2 separate regions of the Astyanax mexicanus genome follow, and region 1 is linked to region 2. The links are chromatin contacts, called in public Hi-C maps. All regions are on one chromosome and are shown on one strand. Each heading gives the region's core, a stretch centred on a gene start, on an enhancer-like site or on the middle of the called end of the contact. The rest is flanking DNA. Distances are from core to core; before and after follow the strand shown.

Region 1 (3,324 bases), core at 152-2,651, 88 kb before region 2:
AGAGCTCTGATATGAAACAGGTGGGAAAGATAGAGGAGACTGTGATGCTTCATAAAGCCTGTGGTGTCTTCAACATGTACATTAAACTCCTCTCACTGTGGTCAGATAAGTGGGTGGAGCTTAATTTCTCCTCAGAAAGCTCTGAAGATGATTTGCAGCTCATCATGAGCTCAGGAAAAAAAATATTATTATTAATATTATTATTATTATTATTATTTCTTTATTTTTTATAATGGAACTTTATTTAGGACCCACCACAAACTAATTCATTTATTTATTTATTTACTTAGTTACTTAGTTAGATATTTAGTAATTTATTTATTTTTCCTAAATTAAGAGTATATTATTATTATTATTATTAGTAGTAGTAGTAGTAGTAGTAGTAGTAGTAGTAGTAGTATGGACCTTTGTCCAAAGATACTGGTTACGTTTGCCACCCCCCCCCCCCCCCCCGCCCCCCAAAAAGATGAACAGGTGACTTTTTATTTAATTATTGTTATATATTATTATGATTATTATTCTTGTGACCAATGAGTCTGGTCCTGCTGTGACCCTGACCAGGAAAAATCTAAAATCTGAACATATCTTTATGATTTGATAATTATTATGCTGATTCATGTTACTACTACTACATTTTTATTTATTCATTCATCTATTTTTATTAGTAGCAGCTCTAGAATTATTACTCACATGCTGTAGTATTATTAGTAGTAGGAGACATACAGTGGACACCCCTTTTAAACATTCTGTAATAATTATAATAATAAAAGCTCCTATTTACTTAATTATATTATATATTAATTATATTATTATATAATAAAGATTGCTTAAATGCTGTTTTTCAATCAACATTTAAAAAGATAAACGATTATTCAATGTGTAATGATGCACCATTTGCATATGAGGGGATGTTTAATGATAGTTTTAAATTTTGTTTTTCAATCATCAACATTCAAACATGTAATGCAACCAAAAAATAAATGTTTATCAAATATGTCAGAAAGCACCATTTGCATATGAGGGGATGTATAATAAATGTTGTTTAAATGTTGTTTTTCAATCACCATTTTAAAAAGATAAACGTTTTATTCAATTTGTCAGAATGCACCATTTGCAAAAGAAGAGATGTTTAATAAAGGTTGTTTAATGTTGTTGTTTTTTTACAGATCATCAACACCGAAAGATGTAATGCAATGCAAGCAAAAAAAGTATGAACGTTTAATCAATGTTCTTTGCTATGCAAGGTTTGACTGACAGCAAAGATTGACTCTGTTGCGCAGAAGCCCCTCTAGGTGTCGCGCTCTCGCAGCGTCTCGCGGCTGGCCGGGACTCGGAGCTCGCTCGCTCGCTCGCGCGCGCGCACGCTGACGTCACCGCGGCGTTGATTTGCTGAGGCGGCGGCGGAGCGGAGTTAGAGCGCGAGAGCGCGGCGCGCGACCTGCCTCACTATGATCTAGAGCCGGTCAGCGCGCACTAGCAGAGAGCGGACAGAGCCCGCGCGGAGAGTCAGGTGAGTGCACGCGGCGCGGAAACAAACACAAACATGCACATGCATACATACAAACACATGCACACACAAACACGCACACTCGCGAGCGCGCGCGCGTGCAGAGGGAGAGAGAGAGTGCTGCTGGATACTTTTCTGCTACTGTTTGTTACTGTGTTTGTTTGTGGAGCACGCGCTGGTTTAAAGCACGCCGGAGCTCGCGCGTCTCGGGGGGATGAAAGGAGCCGCGTGCTCCGCTCTGTTTAGAGGAGGAGAGGAGGAAAGGTAAGCGAGAGAGAGAGAGAGAGAGAGAGAGAGAGAGAGTGTGTGTGTGTGTGTGTGTGTGTGTGTGTGTGTGTGTGTGTGTGTGTGTGTGTGTGTGTGTGTGTTGTATATATGAGCACCTGCTGGAGCTCCGGGGCTCCGGGTTGATTGTACCGGGCCACATGCAGGGATGTTGTGTTGACGTAAGCGGGCGGCTCGAGCGAGGGGGACGAGCCTCCATCCAGCCTCCAGCCTGCACGAGCTCCCTGCCTAAACTCACTGTCTGTCTCTCTCTGTCACACACACATGCACGAGCGCGCACGCTCTGTCCAAACTGTTGCACCACCACTACTACTAGCACCAGCAAAACCACTCTGTCTGACTGTAAGTGTGCCTGTCTGTCTGTCTCTCTCACTTACTGTCTGTCTTTGTGTCTCTCTCTTTATAAGTGTGTCTGTGTGTGTCTATCTGTCTGCTTCTCTCTGTCTGCCTTTCTGCCTGTCTCACTCTCTATCTCCATTTCTATTCCTCTCCCTACCTTCTCGCCTGTCTCTCTCCCTCTCTATTTCTATGTCTGTCTTTCTCTCTGTAAGTCTCTCTGTCCCTCTCTTTCTGTCTGTCTCTCACTGTCTGTCTTCCTCTCCGTCTTTCTCTCTCTACTTGCCTGTCTTATTCACTATCTCTATTTCTATGTCTGTAGTTCTCTCTGTAAGTATCTTTATATCTCTCTTTCTGTCTCTATCTCTCACTGTCTGTCTATATCTGTCTCTGTCTATCCCTCTCTTTACCTGCCTGCCTGTCTCCTTCTATGTATTCATATGTCTGTCTTTCTCTCTGTAAGTCTCCGTGTCCCTCTCTTTCTGTCTCTGTCTGTCTGTTACTGTCCACTTTCTCTCTCTGTGTATCTGTCTCTCTTAATCACCAACTGTCTGTCGGTCTCTCTCTGTGTCTGTGTGTCTCTATCTCTATGTCTGTCTTGCTGCCTGTCTCACTTTCTATCTCCATTTCCCTGTCTCATTTACTATATATATTTCAATGTTTATATTTCTCTCTGTAAGTCTCTGTGTCCCTCTCTTTTTGTCTCTGTCTGTCTGCCTTTCTCTCAGTCTCTGTCCCTCTCTACATATTTAGAACAGAGCCGGTCAATCTGTATTTCTCTCTGTCATACTGTTTCTCTTTTTCTCTTTCTGCCTCTGTCTCTCTTTCTCTACCTGTCTGCCTGTCTCTCACTCTCCTTTTCTCTTTATATGTCTGTTTCTCTCTTTCTGTCTCATTCCCTCTCTGAACATATTTGTCTGTGTTTCTCTCTAAACTGAGCCTGTCTGTCTCTCTGAATGTATTTCACTCTGTAAGAGATGTTTCTGTCCCTCTTAATATTCAAGAGGCAAAGAAGCTTTATTAAGCATTACAACAATAAAAACTGCCTCTTACTCTCTGTCTGCATCTCTCTTTTTTCTCCTTACCCCTTCTTCTTTCTCTCTGTCTCTCTCTCTCTGTCTTTAAATGAGCATGTATGTCTTTCTCATTAAGTCTGTCTCTATCCCTCTGTCTGTGTCTGTCTCACTCTGTCTATC
Region 2 (3,012 bases), core at 502-3,001:
TGTCTGACTCTCACTATGTCTGAACAAGAGTCAGACAGAGAGCATCATTTTGAGAAATGAGTCAGTCTCTATTTCTGACTCTCATTTTTTGTCTGATTCGGTCTGATTCATTATATGTTTTTATATCTAATTTTGACTTCTAACTCTTCTGTCTGACTGTGTCCAACGTCCTGACTCACACTTTTTTTTTTTTGTCTTTCTCTCTGACTCTCAGACTTAATGTCTGACCTTTGCCTCATCTTACTCTGGAACTTTCACTCTATCTGACCCTCCTTTTCTTTCTGTCTCTGTATTTCTACGTCTGACTTTACTTTTTCTTCCTGTGAGACTTTCTTACTCTTTCACTCTCTCCCCATTTCTCACTTGTCTTCTGTCTGCTCCCATTCTCTCCATCTCTGTTCTCTCTCTCTCTCTCTGACTGTGCTCTCTTACTTGTTGCTCTATCTTTCTCTGACTAGCTGTTTCTGACTCTCATTCTGGTACTCTAGCCCTTTCAGACTATCATTATCTGACTCTAGCCCTCTCTGACTCTCATTCTCTAACACTAGCTCTCTCTGACTCTCATTCTCTGACTCTAGCTCTCTCTGACTCTCATTCTCTGACTCTAGCTCTCTCTGACTCTCATCTTCTCATGCTCTGTCTGGCTCTCACATGTCCTAACAAGAGTCAGACAGAGAGCAAAAAAAAAACAGAGAATGAGTCAATCTCTGTTTTTGACTCTCATTTTTGGTCCGATCAGACTCATTATTATGTTTTTATATCTAATTTTGTCTTTCTCTCTGACTCTTAGACTTAATGTCTGACCTTACTCTGCCTCATCTTACTCTGGAACTTTCATTCAGCCTGTATCTGTATTTCTACGTCTGACTTTACTTTTTCTCCCTGTGCGACTTTCTTACTCTTTCACTCTCTCCCCATTTCTCACTTGTCTTCTGTCTGCTCCCATTCTCTCCATCTCTGTTCTCTCTCTCTCTCTCTCTCTCTCTCTCTCTCTCTCTCTCTCTGTGTGTGTCGGAGGCAGTGAGCGCCGGGCTCCCTCGGTCTGGCCGCTGGCCAGCTCTTCCCTCAGAGTGATGACATCATCGGCTGCCGGCAGGTCTGGATGTTCTGCCAGCATTCCAGAGCGTTTATGATCGCTCGCAGATGTGTGTCCAGGAACATACTGTACCCAAACCAGAAATTAATGAAACTTGACTGCTTTCCAAGCCACATATTCCAAAATAGAGAGAGCCTGCAAGTGGGACGGGGGGGCAGAGGGGGGAACTGAGAGAATGGGCTCTAAATAAAGAGGAGGGGGGAGGGAAAAAAAGTCGGAAAATGCCCTGGTGCTCCATGCTCTCATGTAAATTCTTTAGAGCAGCTGATAAAGCCCCCGCTCTCTCTCTCTCTCTCTCTCTCTCTCTCTCTCTCTTTCTCTCGTTCCCCTCCCTCCCTGCAGAGCATTAGCGGGGGATGACGGGCAGCATGGATAAATGGCCTGAGCTTCTGTTTGGCCGCATGCCCTAACTTCTCTCCGGTGGTTTAAACCCATAATACTTTCCCCTGACCTGTTGATGTACATTAAACCCTCATTTAAAACAACACTTGAATTATGTGGGGCATAAATCTCCTCCATTATAAGGTCCAGGAGAGATGATTAGGCGTCCGGGTAATGGCCTTGTAATTGTTCGGCAACTTCGCTCCTCATCAGGAAGCCGAGTGGAGTTTATTCCCGTGACGTCTCTGAGGTCGACCGGCGTGTAGCGCTGCCCACCCAGTCCTGAACCTGGGTCACAAACGGGGGAGTGCTAATGCTGGGATCTCCTGTACTAATGTTAGGATCTTACCACTGACTGCCAGCAGTGAGGAGACCACTCACACTGCTGGGTGTAGTTTTATTGCACTTTACCTGACCTGTGCTTAACGTGACCTGTGCTTAAAGCAACCTGTGCTTAATGTAACCTGGGCTTAATGTAACCTGTTGATAACGTAACCTATGCTTAACGGAACCTGTAGAGACAGTAACCTGTGCTTAACATAGCCTGTGCTTAACGAAACCTGTGCTTAATGTAACCTGTAGATAAAGTAGACTGTGCTTACCGTAACATGCTTAATGTAACATGTGCTTAATGTAACATGCTTAACGTAACATGCTTAATGTAACATGTGCTTAATGTAACATGCTTAATATAACGTGCTTAATGTAACCTGTACCTAACGTTATCTATAGATAAAGTAAACTGTGCTTAACGTAACGTGCTTAACGTAACTTGCTTAATATAACGTGCGTAAAGTAACCTGTACCTAACGTTACCTGTAGATAAAGTAACCTATGCTTAACGTAACATGCTCAATGTAGCGTGCTTAACGTAACGTGATTAACGTAACGTGCTTAATATAACATGTGCTTAATGTAACCTGTACCTAACGTTACCTGTAGATAAAGTAACCTGTGCTTTACATAACCTGTGCTTACTACAAGGTCTGCTTATCTGCCTTTAATAAAGCCCCTGGACAAAGAATGAGAATACCTAAACAAGGACTGTATGATGTAGCGTACTTTAATCATTATCGTGATATGAGTTTTTATTATAAAACAAAACATTTAAAAATGAAAATGCTAAAATAACAGCAAACTGTAACCTGGTTTAACATAACCTGTGCTTAACGTAACCTGTGCTTAACGCAACCTGTAGATTAAGTAATGTGTGCTTAACGTAACCTGTGCTTAACGTAACCTAGGCTTAGCGCTACCTAAGTTTAACGTAACAATTAGTCATATTTTTTGCAATATACATTTTCATGATAAACCTAAAAAGTGCTGCTGTAACATTTGTGAATAACAGCAACTGAAATTGCATCAACAATGTGTGGTTAATGATGTGGTGATGAGTTTTTACGATAAGCACACCGGAAGAATTGTAATAACATTGTGAATAACAGCAAACCACATCACATTACCAGTATGCGGCAATATAGGGAGCACTTCATGCTTCAGATTGTGGTCACGTGACTTGACTAGGCTGGAGGTGG

What was found. A called contact is a pair of places that touch in the nucleus more often than the background predicts.
Region 1: a contact with region 2 is called in a Hi-C map of muscle, with 10 times the contacts expected there. The contact joins the promoter of zbtb16a here to the enhancer-like site in region 2. A contact is called at or near these places in 2 of 3 Hi-C or Micro-C datasets (both in muscle).

What each region holds. Positions count from the first base shown.
Region 1 is chr17:7,512,627-7,515,950 of AstMex3_surface, reverse strand. It overlaps zbtb16a (zinc finger and BTB domain containing 16a), which reads left to right and starts at 1,401. Exons shown (of 8, transcript XM_049466533.1): 1 at 1,401-1,510.
Region 2 is chr17:7,425,235-7,428,246 of AstMex3_surface, reverse strand. All of the region lies in intron 4 of zbtb16a (zinc finger and BTB domain containing 16a), which reads left to right. Among protein-coding and RNA genes, the nearest start is that of zbtb16a, 88 kb to the left of the region's middle. Within about 2 kb of position 1,751, the one cell type or tissue checked has an H3K27ac peak away from gene starts, as active enhancers do.